5 separate regions of the Mus musculus genome follow, and regions 1, 2, 3 and 4 are each linked to region 5. A link is a contact called in public HiChIP or PLAC-seq and promoter capture Hi-C data. All regions are on one chromosome and are shown on one strand. The core of a region is the stretch at or near the end of the contact, and the rest is flanking DNA. Distances in the headings are between cores, read along the strand shown.

Region 1 (2,700 bases), core at 44-2,543, 260 kb after region 5:
CCTGCTGGCTTGGACTCTGCTGTCAATCATCCTTCGGTCTCTGTAGGGAGGACCACTGAAGACCACTTTGACACTGTAACAGTCGGGAGAATTAGAACCCCAGGAGGCTCCCGGAATTGGCTCCTCTTCCTCCACTCAGGTGGTAACGGCTCTCCGTCTCCTTGCACGGTTTCCTTACCTACCAACAGCTCACCAGGGCCATTCTGAGCCTTAACTTAATATGACTCAAAAGGTCACTTCTTACAAGGGGAGCCCTCCTTGCCATGGAGTACAGAGAATTCCAGAAGGAGCTAGGGTTTATGTTCTAGGGACGAGAGCTTGGGCTGTGAGATGGGAGCTATTCCCTGCACCTTGTGGGGTTTCAGGGATGGAGCCAGTGAACTACACCAGGGTGGGGCTCAGGCGTGGGAGTGGTTTCTTCCCAGTTCACCAGGGTCACCAGTGAAAATCTTTCTTTCCTAATCTAAAAATATACAGAATTAGCCTGAGTACTGTTTTTTTTTTTTTTTTGGTTTTTCGAGACAGGGTTTCTCTGTATAGCCCTGGCTGTCCTGGAACTCACTTTGTAGACCAGGCTGGCCTCGAACTCAGAAATCCACCTGCCTCTGCCTCCCAAGTGCTGGGATTAAAGGCGTGCACCACCACCACTGCCAGGCTAGCCTGAGTCCTGAATGCTGGGAACAACTACCAGGTGATCAGGAGCAGTCAACAGGAAGGAGGCCTGCCTAGGGAGTCAGAACTCTTTTGGAAGACACAGGGACTATTGGGCCCTTGGTCAGGAGATCAGCTTGAGAAGGTACCCGTTCCTGCCCGTAGATCTGCCTGTGGTCCTTAGGGAGTGAGCTCACAGCTCCCGTGTGCTGGGGCACGGAGTGTGCCGGGCTCCCCTCATCACCTTGCTCCTGCTACAGCTACTCAGGGAAGCACACCCCACCCCACCCTCTCCTGCTCTCCTGGCATTCCTGCTTAGAATCAAAGCTTTGTTGCTAAAACAAGTCAGGGCACTATGGAAACATGTTCCCTAAAAACTCTGCTTGTAGTTTAAAAAAAAAAAAAAACAAAACCCAAAAAACAAAAACCCAAAGGCTTGCCAACTATAAACCACGAGCCTGTTCTTTCCCCACTTTCTCCCCCCCAGACAGGGTTTCTCTGTGTAGCCCTGGCTGTCCTGGAACTCACTCTGTAGACCAGGCTGGCCTTAGACTCAGAAATCTGCCTGCCTCTGCCTCCCAAGTGCTGGGATTAAAGGCGTGCGACACCATACCCGGCCCCACTTTCTTTTTAACAATAGGGCAACGTACCCTGGCCTTCCCCACTCCACTGCCAATGGACAGTAACTAAGGACAGGAAAACGGGAGCTCTAGACTGAGAGCTCAGGTGCTTTCCCCCCCACCCCCCAGAGACTCCTCCTAGTCTACCTGGCCCAGTCTGGCCCCAGGGAGGAGAGGAAAGGGAAGGCTGACAGGCTGGAGGCCCCGTGGCCCTTGGTCCCTGCAGCCTGCGGGATGATAACCTTGTCAGAATGCTTTCTTGTCTTTTGTAAAAATAACTTTGGTGGGTGGAAAGGAAGTGACAACTCACGCTGGGTCTGATGGCATGACAGGATCACCCTAAAAATAGGGGGCTTCCTACTTCTAAATCAGGCGGACTGGAACCAGAGGCTGAGCTTAGTCAGGCAGACAAGCAGCCATGAGACGGTCCTTGAGGCATCTCCCCTCACAGAGGAAGAGAAAGGGGCCGAAGGGAGTCAGGAAGGACCAAGGAACCTGTGTAGAGAAAGCGACTGGCTGGCTGTAGCTTGCTTGGGTGATCCCCACCTTACTGAACGTGGAAACCCTTCCCCAAGGCAAAAGCAGTTTTCCTCAAAGGATCAGATGGTCTCTCAGGTCCACTGACTGACATACTTTCTTTCAGTGCTCTTAACTGCTGAGCCAGCTCTCCAGCCCAGACTTTCTTTTTCTTTCTTCTCTCTTCCCTGTTCTCTTTCTGTCTCTTGGCTCTCTTGCTTAGCTTCTCTTTTGACATCCCTCCCAGAGCCTCCTGTGAACTCCTCCATCTCCATCCCCATTAATCTCAATTTTGATTGTCTATTCAGGAAGCCGGTCTGGAGGGAGACTGGAAGGGGAGCCCCTTCTCTTCCTGGCTCTGCAGATGCACACAGGACAATGGTTTCTGACGTAAGAAGATTACAATTTAGTTTGGAGACACAAAGCATGTGCAGAGAGGCTCTTAAACCCTCAGGAGTGGTGGCATCCTTGCCAGACAACTTCACATCAGAGAATGGTCAAGATGCCAAACTCGGCAGGCAAGACCAGAAACCACAAAGAGTCAGATGCAAACGCACAGACACAGCTATGCACACTCACTGAGCTACCTAACTTGAAAGGGACAGGGCTGGCTTATGTGGCCAGCTTCTCTCCCCCAGTCCCTAGGCCCGAGGTCAGCATGGAGTTCCCAGAGTTGAAGTGCCAACCCCTCCCTCTCACCTGTGTAGAAACTGGAATGGTTATTCTCTTGCTCGAAGATGCTCTTGGTCTGAGAGTCGAATCGGAGCCATAGTCCAATAGCAAGCACTGCAATGCCAGCGAGCTGCAAGACACACAACGCGTTGGCTGCCATTAGTTCTGACCACCTGGGATAGCACACTCAACAAATGCTGAGGAGACCTGCAAAGGACTTCAGCACCATCTTTCTTTCTAC
Region 2 (2,832 bases), core at 28-2,527, 200 kb after region 5:
ATCCCTGTCCCCTGCCCCTGGCTGCAGTGTGCCTCAGTGGTAAAGGTTTAGTTCCATGTTTGATTTCGTAGAGCTGTATGGGACCCAGAGCCATGTGTATTCTAGGCAAGAGCTCTCTACCAAGCCAAATCCCGCCCCTATCTTTTTTCTTAATTAAAAAAAAAGGTTTACTTCATTTTTACTTTATGTGCATGGGTGCTCTGTCTGCATGTATGTCTGTGCACCACATGCACGATTTGGAGACTGGAAGAGCGCATCAGATCCCCCAGACCTGGAGTTTCGGGTGTTGTGAGCCACCATGTGGGTGCTGGGAAGTGAATTCAAGTCCTACTCAAGATCAACCAGAGTTCTTAAGTGCTGAGCCGGTTCCCTAGCCCCACACCCATCGTCCTTTTATAAAATGGCAAACAGGCAAGTTGGTGGAAAGGCAGGAGACGCGGAGCATGGCCCGATGCCTCATTGTGGCAGGGATAGTCCAGGAAGATGACTGGAACGGGGGTCTAAAAACTGCTTGGTCAATATTTTTATGGCAGCCGGCAAGACGCCTTGGCATCTCACTTCCCGTTCCCACCTCATGCGGTCTCCATCTCATCTGGTCCCTGTCTCCATTCATCCTGGTCTTTGAACAGGTCCATCCAACCTAGACCCAAAGCCTGAGCACCTGGGCTTAGGGCTGGCAAGACGAGCTGGGAGCCTGGGCACTCCATGATGGGCGCCTGCTATTCTAGATTGTGTGTGTGGAACTAAAGTTCTACGCTTTATAAAGTTTGTAAAGGCCATTCACGGGGTCAGGGAAGGAAGGCCCTGACATCTGAGCAAAGACGGAAAGCGTGGATAAGCTGAGTCAGCAGCCAGCACGAGAATTCCGGGTGTGAGCAGTGCCAAAACCCAGAACAGAAAGTCAGGATGGGGGAGCTCAGAGCCCCAGGGTTTCCAGAAAGGAGCGCAGAGAGCTGGACCTGTACAAGTCTTAAGTAAGTACCTGACTTACTCCAAAGATCCCAGATCTGGGAGCTCTGGAGCAGAGGATAGGAGCAAAATAACGGTGCCTGGAAGTTCTCCGAGGTTAAACCAAGAGATGCAGGGTCTTATTCTCCCGGGGTTGCCTGGGTAACTTCTGTTAGTAAAGATTCCTGTTTACTACCATCTGACTCACGGTCACCTGTGGTTTCCATGGTTCCCAGCAACAATGCAGCATAAATCAATTTCTAGAGGGCAAGTATGCAGGGTGGAGCATCCTCTCCCTTGTCTGGCTCATAACTCAGCTGTTTCTATGCTCGCTGGAGGGTGATATGGGGATGAGAAGGTGTGTTCTCCAGCATGGGTCTCCTTGGGAGAGAGGCAGAAGCTTGGTCTCGCAATTGGGGCTGATTGCGAAACTCTCTGCTGATTGGAGGTTTCCCTCCCTCACCCTAGTTAGGGAGGAGTCTAGACAGGCAGACACAGAGGAACTCCCAGCAATGAAAAGTAGACCGGTTTATGAGCTCTGGTCACTTAGAGTTCTCCCTGCTAGTGGCAGGGTGGTTTGGAGCCAAAAGAAAGGGAAGCCAGAGCAGCAGGTGGCGTCCCCCAACCCCACCTTCAAGGCTAGGTTTGCCCATGTATTCCAGGCTTTCCCGGAACTCTCTGTGACCCCAGGCGTGTCTTGAATGGTTCTGCATCAGCCCTGATTGCTGGGCTCACAGGTGCACACCACCACGCCCAGGGTTGCTTTTATGCACAGGTTTAGAGCCTTCAAAGCCTTTTTATTTTTCAGGTTTTCATATGCTTTGGGCAGAACCTGGTGAAGATGCTAAATCAAAGACTACCACTCTATTCTTTAAAAATAGATTTTTTTTTTTTCCGGACAGGGTCTCACTATGTAGCTTTGACTGGCTTGGAGCTGGGTTTGTAGACCAGGCTGGCCTTGAACTCATAGAAACCCACCTGCCTCTGTCCCCTGAGTTCTGGGGTTAAAGGCTTACAATACCCTAGCCAGCACAATAACTCTTACTTAACAGTCAAGATGGCTGAGTATGGTGGTGCGGTGCGCATCTGTAGTCCCAACACTCAAGAGGTGGAGGCAGGAGGATCTAGAAAGAAGTCTTCAGTGCCGGGGCTACAAGTGAGCTCCAGACCACTGTGACCTATGTAATGAGCTCTCGAATGCCTCTGATCCCAGCATTAAGGAGGCAGAGGCAGGCAGATCTCTGTGAGCCGAGGCCAGCCTGGTCTACACAAAGAGTTCCAGGTCATCCAAGGCTGTGTAGTCCAGCCCTGTCTCAGAAAACAAAAACAACAACAACAACAACAACAAAAAAAAAAACCAAACCAAAAGAAACAAACATCAGAGCAGAAACTGAGCATTGCGATTTCTGCTTAAGTGTTTCTCTGTAGCCCAGGTTGGTCTTCAACACTAGCTGGGATTACAGGTCTGTACTTCCAGGCTTGGCTTATATCGATGTCCCTCAAATGTGGCATCCTTGGTCCTTGTCATTTTATTAGGTGTCATATACCCACAAAGCACCAATGTTTTTGTAAATTAAAAAAGTTACAGCCAGATAGTGGTACACACCTATAAACCTAGCACTTGAGGAAGGTCCTGAGTTCCAGGCCTGCCTGATCTACACAGCAAGCTCCGGGCTAGCTGGGGATAAAAAGATTCTGTCTCCAAAACAAAACAAAACAAAAAACACCCCTGAACCCCCTCAAACAAAACCCCAAATCTAAAGCAAAAACAATGACAACAAGAATGTCTAACAAATGAATGAAAAATGTGTACCCAGTCAGTGACTAGTGCATGAGAATGCAAACACGAGGTGTCTCTTCCTAACTGCTACGACACTAATTCAA
Region 3 (2,908 bases), core at 245-2,744, 250 kb before region 5:
TAAGAGGTATCACTAGGCAGGCATGGTAGCACAAGTCTTTAATCCCAACACTCGAGAGGAAGAGGCAGAGGATCTCTGAGTTGAAGGCCAGCCTGGTCGACAGAGAGAGTTCCAGAACACAGTTATAGTACATAGAGAAACCCTGTCCTGAAAAAAAAAAAAAAAAAAAAACCAACACAAAAAGATATCATACTGGTGGACAAGCTGGAGTTTATCAGTGGTATTCTTAATGACTTGTTCTTTTGCTTCAAAATTAAAGATTTCTGCTTGCTTCAGCAACACATATACTAAAACTGGAACGATCCCGAGAAGATTAGCATGGCCCCTGAGCAAAGACGACACTCCAATTTGTAAAGCGTTCCATATTTTTAAATAACAAAAAAAATTATGCATGAGACATAGGCAGGGATTTCCCACACATTCAAGGCCACCTTAGACCATAGTTACTAGTTTAGGGCAGCCAGGACTACACAGTGAAATCCTGACTCAAAGTGTGGGTACAGAGGGAGGGAGCACTAAGTTTACAGACCCTTTATCTGTAAGATAATGAAGACCTTTATTTGATTGATTTATTTTTCCATGTTGAGAGCTAATTATCGGTACCCCGATCACCTGAGTGGTTACTGGGTACAAAAAACGAGCCCAGCACTCAAGAGTTAACTTTGGTCCCAACGTTCTTTGGGGACTACCCAGGCAAGCAACACACCTCTCTAACATTAGGCATATCCAGCAGTTCCCCAAACACGTAGACACCAGGGGCCTCCAGCACCTGGTGGATGAGTGTGGCCAGTGCCGCCCCCTTAGCCGACTTGGCAAGGAGCAGAAACTGCTCTTGGTTCTGCCCTGTCACCTTCACCTCCGCACTCATGGCTGCGCCGAGGTGCGGGGCTCTGGCCTCAAGATTTCTGGAGCTGCAAGGAAAGAGGAACGTGAAACTAAAGGTCCCTGGACCCTGCGAGGGTGGTCAGCTCGAAGGGACGGGAGCTGCACGCTCAAGAGGGACCCCGCCACATCCGCAGTGAGTAAGTGGGGTCCTGAGGTCTAAAAGGCAACTCGAGGGCTCCTCCAAGCCAGCCCCATCCTGGCTGCCACGCCCACCCGCTCCGTCATCCCGGGCCCAGTCCCAAGCCCCACCACGTGCACCCCATTGAGTTCCAAGACTGATGAACCAGGGAAGGGAGAGATAGCACATGGTGTCTACCGGACGACGACGAACCCCCACTTCGGGACGCGAGTCGTGCACGTGGCCGCCCCCACGTGACCTCACCTCCTCGCGCCTGACTCGCGGCTCCACCCCCTCCCTTAAAGAGGCAGCCCCGGGACCGGCCGGGGTCTGCGCCCAAGGCCAGGTCGTACCCCCGGACCGACTGCAACCGACGGCTACCTGGAAGCCTCGTCTCCCAGCGCACGGGGCGGGGCGGCCGCTCCGTCACCTCCGGCAGCGGCTCCCAAGCCTTTCCTGCCACCTCCCCGCAGGGCCGCTCTAGCCGCTCGCTTCTATGGCCAGCTTCCGGCCGTACTTCCGCTCTCGGGAGGCGGGTTCCGGGCGGCTCCGGCCTGCTTCCGTTTCCGGACCGCGGGAGGCGCGAGAGCGGCGCCCATCTTCCGCTCTGTCCGTGCATCTTTATGGGTGCGAGAGCGGTGAATGCAGGGTGCGGAGAGGACCTCGGCTCTGCGGAGGTCCGGGGGAGCGACCCTCCCGGGAGCTGCAGGACAAGGCAGGATGGCGGCCCCGAGTTCCTGCGGCGACGTGAGCGTTAGCGGAAGGCGAGAATTCGCAGAAAGAAAAAATAAGGGAGAAAGGAGAGAAACGAGGCTATAAATAGTCCAACAACTTATCCACTCTTTTTAAAGAGCAGAAGAAAAGTTTAAAGGGTAAGGGGGCAGGAAGTGGTAACACATGCCCCCACCCCACCCCCCGGCGTATTGGAGGTAGAGGTAGGGGAGAATCAGGAGTTCAAAACCAGCCTCAGCTCCATCGCAGATTCCAAGCCAGTTTGAGCAACATGAGAACCGGTCTCAATAAGAAAGAAAACAAACCCCCGAGTGATTAAGGGGGAAAAGGAAGTGTATTGGTTAGGCTTTTGAGGTTTTCTTCCCATAGAAGTTTCAGATCGCATGACCAGACTTTTGGCCATGGTTACTACAAATAAATATTGAGTCATTTTTTTAGTCTTTGGATCCCAAATTAGCAAGGAGAAAAGTGTGAGTGGAACCAAGGCAGATGAGGAAATTTAAAAGTTAAAGGATTCAGCCGGGCACTTGTAATCCCAGCATCCAGGAGGCTGAGGCAGGAGGATTGCTATATGTTGGGAGGTTATCCCGGGCTACAGTGTGAGAGACCCTATCTCCCAAATATCATGGTGGTACACACCTTTAATTAGGTGGATTTCTGAGTTGGATCATCCGCCACTAAATAGACCAGGTTTCAAAATGAAACAAAACAAAAATCCTTACAGAAACCATATAAGGAGGAAATTAAGGTAAAGCCAGGTTTACTGTTAGATGATTTGTAATCCTATCACTCAGTAGGCTGAGGCAGGAGAATTGGACCTTCAAGGGCTGAGTTCTGGAACTAACCTGTAGGACAAAGAAATATGGATAGGGTCCAAGTGCATACCTGTCTGATTCCGTCGCTTCCTTCGAGGGATGGTGGTGCATGCTTGTGGTCTAGCACTTGGGAGGCTAAGTCAGGAGTATCTTAGGCCCAAAGGCCATGTGAGCTGCATAGTTCCAGGCTGAGAGTGGGAGAGAGAGAAGAGTTAGAAAACAAGGCAATGAATGGGCTGGAGAGATGGCTCAGCAGTTTAGAACACTGGCTGCTCTTTCAGAGGTCCTGAGTTCAAATCCCAGCACCTACATGGTGGCTCAAAAATCATCTCTAATGAGAACTGGTGCCCCCTTCTGG
Region 4 (2,705 bases), core at 125-2,624, 150 kb before region 5:
GGGTGGGGGAGTGGGTGGGGGAGCGTGTGGGGGACTTTTGGGATAGCATTGGAAATGTAAATGAAATAAATACCCAATTTAAAAAACAAAACCAGGGGCTGGTGAGATGGCTCAGTGGGTAGGAGCACCTGACTGCTCTTCCGAAGGTCCAGAGTTCAAATCCCAGCAACCACATGGTGGCTTACAACCATCTGTAACAAGATCTGACGCCCTCTTCTGGAGTGTCTGAAGACAGCTACAGTGTACTTACATATAATAAATAAATAAATCTTTAAAAAAAAAAACAAAAACAAAAAACAAAGCAAAACCAGTAGACCCGGGTGTACGACTGGGTGCCAGAGCATTTGCTTAGCGTACACGAGATCTTTTTTTTTTTTTTTTTTTTGGTGTTTTTGAGACAGGGTTTCTCTGTGTAGCCCTGACTGTCCTGGAACTCACTTTGTAGACCAGGCTGGCCTCGAACTCAGAAATCCGCCTGCCTCTGCCTCCCGAGTGCTGGGATTAAAGGCGTGCGCCACCACGCCCGGCTCATACACGAGATCTTATATTCAGTCATCACAAAGGAAAAAAAACCACAGCTAGTATAACGCACCCTCCAGCCTTCAGGAGTGATCAACCCATGGCTTATCACTCAGCAGAATATTCACGTTGATTTTTATCCAGGGTTGGTCAAACTCATTTAACCACAATACCTTTGTCAGCTATCTCCAAAAGATCCGTCTTTGCTAACTAATATGCATTGAAGGGCTATGCTCAGCCTGAAGAGCAGACAGAGACCACCACAAGCCCCCTACCTCCAGGAGCTCCCAGCCTGAGGCAGACAGAGGGAGAGGAGGAAGCATCCAGTCAGGCAACTGCTCTGATGGAGGAACTGGGTGTGTGCTGGTAGGCAGGCAAGGAGGGAGAACCCTTGGCTGACCAACAGGCCCCAGGCAGGGGAAGCTACAACCACGAGCCACTTTTGCTAAACCACCTAGCTGACCCAAGAGAGGAAGAGAGACAGGCAGGGAGGAGACAGGTGAGAACATCATGATGTGTGTGTGTGTGTGTGTGTGTGTGTGTGTGTGTGTGTGTGTGTGTTAGTCATCAGGTATCAGTGGGTGGGTGTGCCGCAGAGAGAGTTCCCGGAAACTGCACATCTGGGAGCCATAGTTGCAGAGTTAGGTGACTGGGGTAAGGTTGGATTTTCACCGGCTTTTAGAGCTTGCTTCTCTGACCTGTTTGCGAAGGTGTCTGTGGTCAAAGCTCTTTGACTCTGTGGGGTTGGTTGGGTGAGTGCAGGAGCTGGGAGGGATGTTCTGAGATCTGTAAGGTGGGTGTGTCAGGCCCGCCCAGGAGCAGGTCCTACCAGGGAAGCTCAGCCCAACCCAGCCCAGAGTGTCAGCGGAAGCAGGCTTGGGGCAGCGGCAGAGGAAGAGCAACCGATCACAGGTATGGGGAGGTGACAAATGGGGCTGGACCACCAGAAGTGGGGGACATTGGTGAGGATGGAGAATGTAGGTGGGCCGTAGGCTCTGGGAAATCCTTTTAGATACAGTGAAAAGGCAAACGGGGCTGCCCCATGTGGACAGATCTGTCCATAGGAGCCTGAAGAGGCAGCCAACATGCCTGAGACACCTGATGGGCTGAAGCCTCACTGTGGGCCACCTTAGGGTCTTGCCCTAAAACTTTAGACTCCTGTTTTCATGCTGACCCTGAGGTCTGCTCCCCTCAAGCCCACTCATCCTGCAGGGCCAGGTCCTGTTCTGGAAGACACGGAGCTGCTCTGAGTAAAATTGGCTAAAGAGTTTACTGGTAAAGGCATCTTACTCGAGCTACCAAGGTATGTTTTATTTTGTTATTTGGTGCTGGAGATGGACTGCCCTATATGCTAATAAGCACTTGCCCTACCACTGAGTTCCCTCCCCTTTTTGAGATGTAGCCCAGGTTGGCCTCAAAATCTGTACATAGCCAAGGAGGACCTTGAACTCCTGAAGCCTCTCCCTGGAGCCCTGGGGTTACAGGCATCAAGTTTATGCAAGTGCTGGAGGTTAAACCTAGGTCGTGCTAGGCAAGCACTCTACCGGCCGAGCTCAATCCCCAGTTTCCCGACCCTTTTGGATGAGTGAGGTCTCATTATGCTTTCTAGCATGGTCTTCAACTCCTAACCTCCACGGACACCCCTGCCCTGTCAGCTTTCCTGCTAGTTGAAACTATACGTGTGAGCCACGATGAAACTATAGTGTGAGCTCAGATCTATTTCATCTATTTTGGGCTGTGCTAGAGATTAAACCCTTGTGAATGCTATTCTACCACTGAGCTACCCCAGCCCTTCCAGGTATATTTTAATGGGTCTTGAGGAAGCACTGCCCTACTCCAACCTGAAATGCTCATATGTAACAGAAAGGTGTCAGGCTGCATGGTCTCTCTGTCCCCATGGCTTTGACAGAATGGCTGATGAGCAACTAGGAGAGGAAATGAGCCATTGTGCATATTTGGGAATCCAGGGAAGGCTGTCTGGGACTTTTGCCATACCGGTGCAGGCCACTGCCTGCCTACTACCTATGGTTATGGGTGTTCAGTGACAAGAAAGGGACACATAGACTTCTGTTTCCAGAACTCTTCACTTATGGTAAACTGAAGTCATAGCCCTGGGGGGCTGGGAAGTGAGGAACTGTGACCCCCTCACTTCCCAAACAGCAAGAGACACTAACACTAGCTCAATC
Region 5 (2,700 bases), core at 67-2,566:
TGGGAAAAGAGTCTCTGAACGTCAAGTTGTAACTGTCCTATTAATGTTACTATGTTCTCTTTCCTTTTGCATGGATGCCTAAGATATAAACATTTACACTGCATCCAAAACCTAAGCTTCCACTAAATGTAAAATAAGAATTCTAAGGCTAGGAAAACGCAACCACAGCTATAGATTCCTTTAAAGCTGTGAAGCATAAAATAATGTTGAATTTTACAACTGATGTCTAGGAAAGGGATTCTACTGGAAGAGAGAAGAAACGTCTTTAAGTATTGAGAAGGAAAAATTGATTCTACTTAGATTTTGGAGGAGGAGTAAAGAGGAAAGGGCTGGGGCTGGAGAGAGATGGCTCAGTGGTGGAGGGAGCATATTGCTTTTGCAGAGGGTTTGGTTCCCAGCACTCACATATACTCAAAACCATCTAGGGAATAACCCTCCTCTGGCCTCCAAGGGCACCCAAGCATGCATAGATGCAGGCAGAAACTTGTACCATAATATATATATACATATGTGTGTGTGTGTGTATATATATATATATATATATATATATATATATATATATACACACACACACATACATACGCATAATGTGTGTGTATATATATATACATATATGTGTGTATATATATATATATACACACATATATATGTGTGTGTGTATCTATATATCTGTATATATGTATATATCTATATCTATCTATCTATCTATCTATCTATCTATCTATCTATCTATCTATCTATAGAGAGAGGTCTCAAAAAACAAAACAAAGCATAAACATAAAATAGGGAAGTCTACTTTAGTTCAGGTTTCTGGGCTGGGTTAACTAAGTCGCTGTGTTAACAGGTTTAGGGATGAAGTTCGTGATAGGGAAGAGAAGAATGAAGAATGTGGGTTTTATGGTCTCAGGCAGGGATGGTGACGGGGTGGTCCTGTGGCCAAGGACTTCATGAATATGCATTCACTGCTGAACCTCGCAGCCAGTTGGATTCCAGCGTCTAAGTCACTTGGGTTTCCTTCTGCCAGGTGCTGTGGGCGGGAGCGGTAAGAATGACAGCAGTCTCCAGCTCAGCGATTGGCTGGTAGGCACCATAAAAGGTCTAACTCAGCGGCGGAGACAGAGTTTGAGCTGGACTTTAAGCAAGCCACTTTTGTATTGGTCAGTGAAGAAATAGAAATAAGAGGACAATGGTAATTGCTGTAGTTGTGGGGGCGGGACTAGCAGGCCATTTCTCACGAGGATTGGACCTGGAGGTTTTGACATCATCCGAGAGGCGTGGTCATGTCTAATAAAGCCGAGAGCCGGCCCTGCACCTGCAGTAAGTTCCACCGCAGTTAGAGTTCCGGGTGTTTCGTGTGAGGCGGCGCTCGACAGTTCCGTCTGCTTCAGCCGCAGTGTCTCCCTGCCCGTCTCGTTGCATTCTCCAGAGAGGGGACGGACCTCCACTTCCTCTTTCAGAAAAATGTGAGTTGACTCTGCTCTAGGGTCCTCGACACCTCTTTACCGACTCTCCCCCGCAGTGTCCGACTCTGCGGGACGGGAAATGGCGCATTGCAGCAGCTGCGGCGACGCCGGGAACCACCAGCTCGCGCCGCCCCCAGACCGGGCCACCCCGGACTGCGGGCAGCGCTCCATCCCGCACCAACTGCAGCTGGCACTCCATGGCAGGGCGAGGGCGCGGGGGTCCCACGTACACCGCACCCTCCCCTCTTGTCTTTGTATCGTGGAACCCCAAAGGGGAAAAAGTGGGGGAGGTATAGATTCAGACAGGAAACTCGGAGACCCTTTCTTGTTTGACAGACTCTTAAAGCCTCTGGGAAGACTTATAGGTGTTCCTGTCCATTCTTGACTTGGAGTGCCCGCAGTCTCTGCGTTATGCATGCCCCTCACCCAGAGTGTGATGTACCTGCCTCATGGCTGTGAGCAAAGCTGCAGAAACTTAACTTGCTAGTTCTGTGGCGCCTTGCGAGTAGCTCAGAAAGTCTCAGGGGACAGTGGTATGAAATCTTAATGCAGCTGTTTATGCTAAGGCGATTTCCAGTGATCAAGTCCTAGCCAAATAAATATTGGAGGAGAAATAGGGAGAACAGTGAATTCTTCATTTTATCCAAAACACATAGTTTAGCCTTTAGCTCTTTTTGGCATCATCCCCTTCTGTGGCCAGATAAATTAAGAACTTCCCTTTAGGATCACATACACACAATGAAGAATTTTCTTTCTTTTCATTTATTATCTGAATCTCTTGCCTGGTGCTAGATTTATTTGTGTTTGTTCCCTCTTCCTCTCTCTCTCCCTCTTCCTCTCTCTCTCCCTCTTCCTCGCTCTCTCTATCCCCCTTCTTTGTTTGGCTTTTCCATATAGGGTTTCTCTGTGTACCCCTGGCTGTCTCAGAATTCCCTCTATAGACAAGGCTGGCCTTGAACTCAGAGATCCACCTGCCCCTGGCTTCCAAGTGCTGGGATTAAAGGTGTGCACCACTACACTCTGCTTGTGTTGCCTCTATTGGCAAAAGGGGGGCAGGATTTTGTATTACATAAGGGTTATAACTCCCTGAATAGGTTAGGGTGGAGTGTTTCTACCTGCCACAAATAGTAAATAAAGTGAGTTCTCCAAAGCTTCACAGCCATTTTATCCGTTCTCTGCATTAACATTCTGTGCAGTTTTTACAAGCCCATAGATCTAGATGTTTAGGGGAGGGGAG

Evidence for each region. Promoter capture Hi-C pulls out the DNA fragments that hold promoters and counts their contacts. HiChIP or PLAC-seq counts read pairs in DNA pulled down with a chosen protein or histone mark.
Region 1: an H3K27ac HiChIP or PLAC-seq map of microglia shows a contact between it and region 5, with 4 times the contacts expected there. The contact joins the enhancer-like site here to the promoter of Vamp1 in region 5. A contact is called at or near these places in 5 of 39 promoter capture datasets (the HPC-7 cell line, HPC-7-derived erythroid cells, cranial neural crest and 3 more), 2 of 115 datasets of contacts at active chromatin or transcription factors (memory CD8 T cells and microglia) and 1 of 9 other capture datasets (adipose tissue).
Region 2: a promoter capture Hi-C map of trophoblast stem cells shows a contact between it and region 5, with 6 times the contacts expected there. The contact joins the enhancer-like site here to the promoter of Vamp1 in region 5. A contact is called at or near these places in 2 of 39 promoter capture datasets (the 3T3-L1 cell line and trophoblast stem cells), 2 of 115 datasets of contacts at active chromatin or transcription factors (embryonic stem cells and memory CD8 T cells) and 2 of 9 other capture datasets (adipose tissue and liver).
Region 3: a contact with region 5 is called in a promoter capture Hi-C map of pre-B cells. The contact joins the promoter of Cops7a here to the promoter of Vamp1 in region 5. A contact is called at or near these places in 7 of 39 promoter capture datasets (the C10 cell line, cranial neural crest, erythroid cells and 4 more), 1 of 484 Hi-C or Micro-C datasets (rod photoreceptor), 1 of 115 datasets of contacts at active chromatin or transcription factors (memory CD8 T cells) and 3 of 9 other capture datasets (adipose tissue, liver and pancreatic islet).
Region 4: an H3K27ac HiChIP or PLAC-seq map of embryonic stem cells shows a contact between it and region 5, with 6 read pairs. The contact joins the promoter of Lpar5 here to the promoter of Vamp1 in region 5. A contact is called at or near these places in 5 of 39 promoter capture datasets (the C10 cell line, embryonic stem cells, hematopoietic stem and progenitor cells and 2 more), 2 of 115 datasets of contacts at active chromatin or transcription factors (embryonic stem cells and large pre-B cells) and 2 of 9 other capture datasets (adipose tissue and liver).

Annotation. Positions count from the first base shown.
Region 1 is chr6:125,469,923-125,472,622 of GRCm38.p6, forward strand. Cd9 (CD9 antigen) reads right to left here. Exons shown (of 8, transcript NM_007657.4): 2 at 2,487-2,589. Among named protein-coding and RNA genes, the nearest start is that of Gm28809, 3.6 kb to the right of the region's middle. Within about 2 kb of position 1,294, at least 17 of the 459 cell types and tissues checked have an H3K27ac peak or open chromatin away from gene starts, as enhancers often do. A contact at or near this core is called in microglia, where this site is marked.
Region 2 is chr6:125,409,839-125,412,670 of GRCm38.p6, forward strand. No RefSeq gene overlaps it. Among named protein-coding and RNA genes, the nearest start is that of Gm32673, 20 kb to the right of the region's middle. Within about 2 kb of position 1,278, at least 95 of the 459 cell types and tissues checked have an H3K27ac peak or open chromatin away from gene starts, as enhancers often do. A contact at or near this core is called in adipose tissue, embryonic stem cells and trophoblast stem cells, where this site is marked.
Region 3 is chr6:124,964,018-124,966,925 of GRCm38.p6, forward strand. It overlaps Cops7a (COP9 signalosome subunit 7A), which reads right to left and starts at 1,495. Exons shown (of 8, transcript NM_001355542.2): 1 at 1,385-1,495; 2 at 707-911. The coding sequence starts at 868. It overlaps Gm23851 (a small nuclear RNA gene), which reads left to right and starts at 266; the gene lies at 266-370.
Region 4 is chr6:125,066,546-125,069,250 of GRCm38.p6, forward strand. Lpar5 (lysophosphatidic acid receptor 5) reads left to right here and starts at 1,375. Exons shown (of 2, transcript NM_001163269.2): 1 at 1,375-1,431.
Region 5 is chr6:125,214,265-125,216,964 of GRCm38.p6, forward strand. Vamp1 (vesicle-associated membrane protein 1) reads left to right here and starts at 1,317. Exons shown (of 5, transcript NM_009496.3): 1 at 1,317-1,463. The coding sequence starts at 1,462.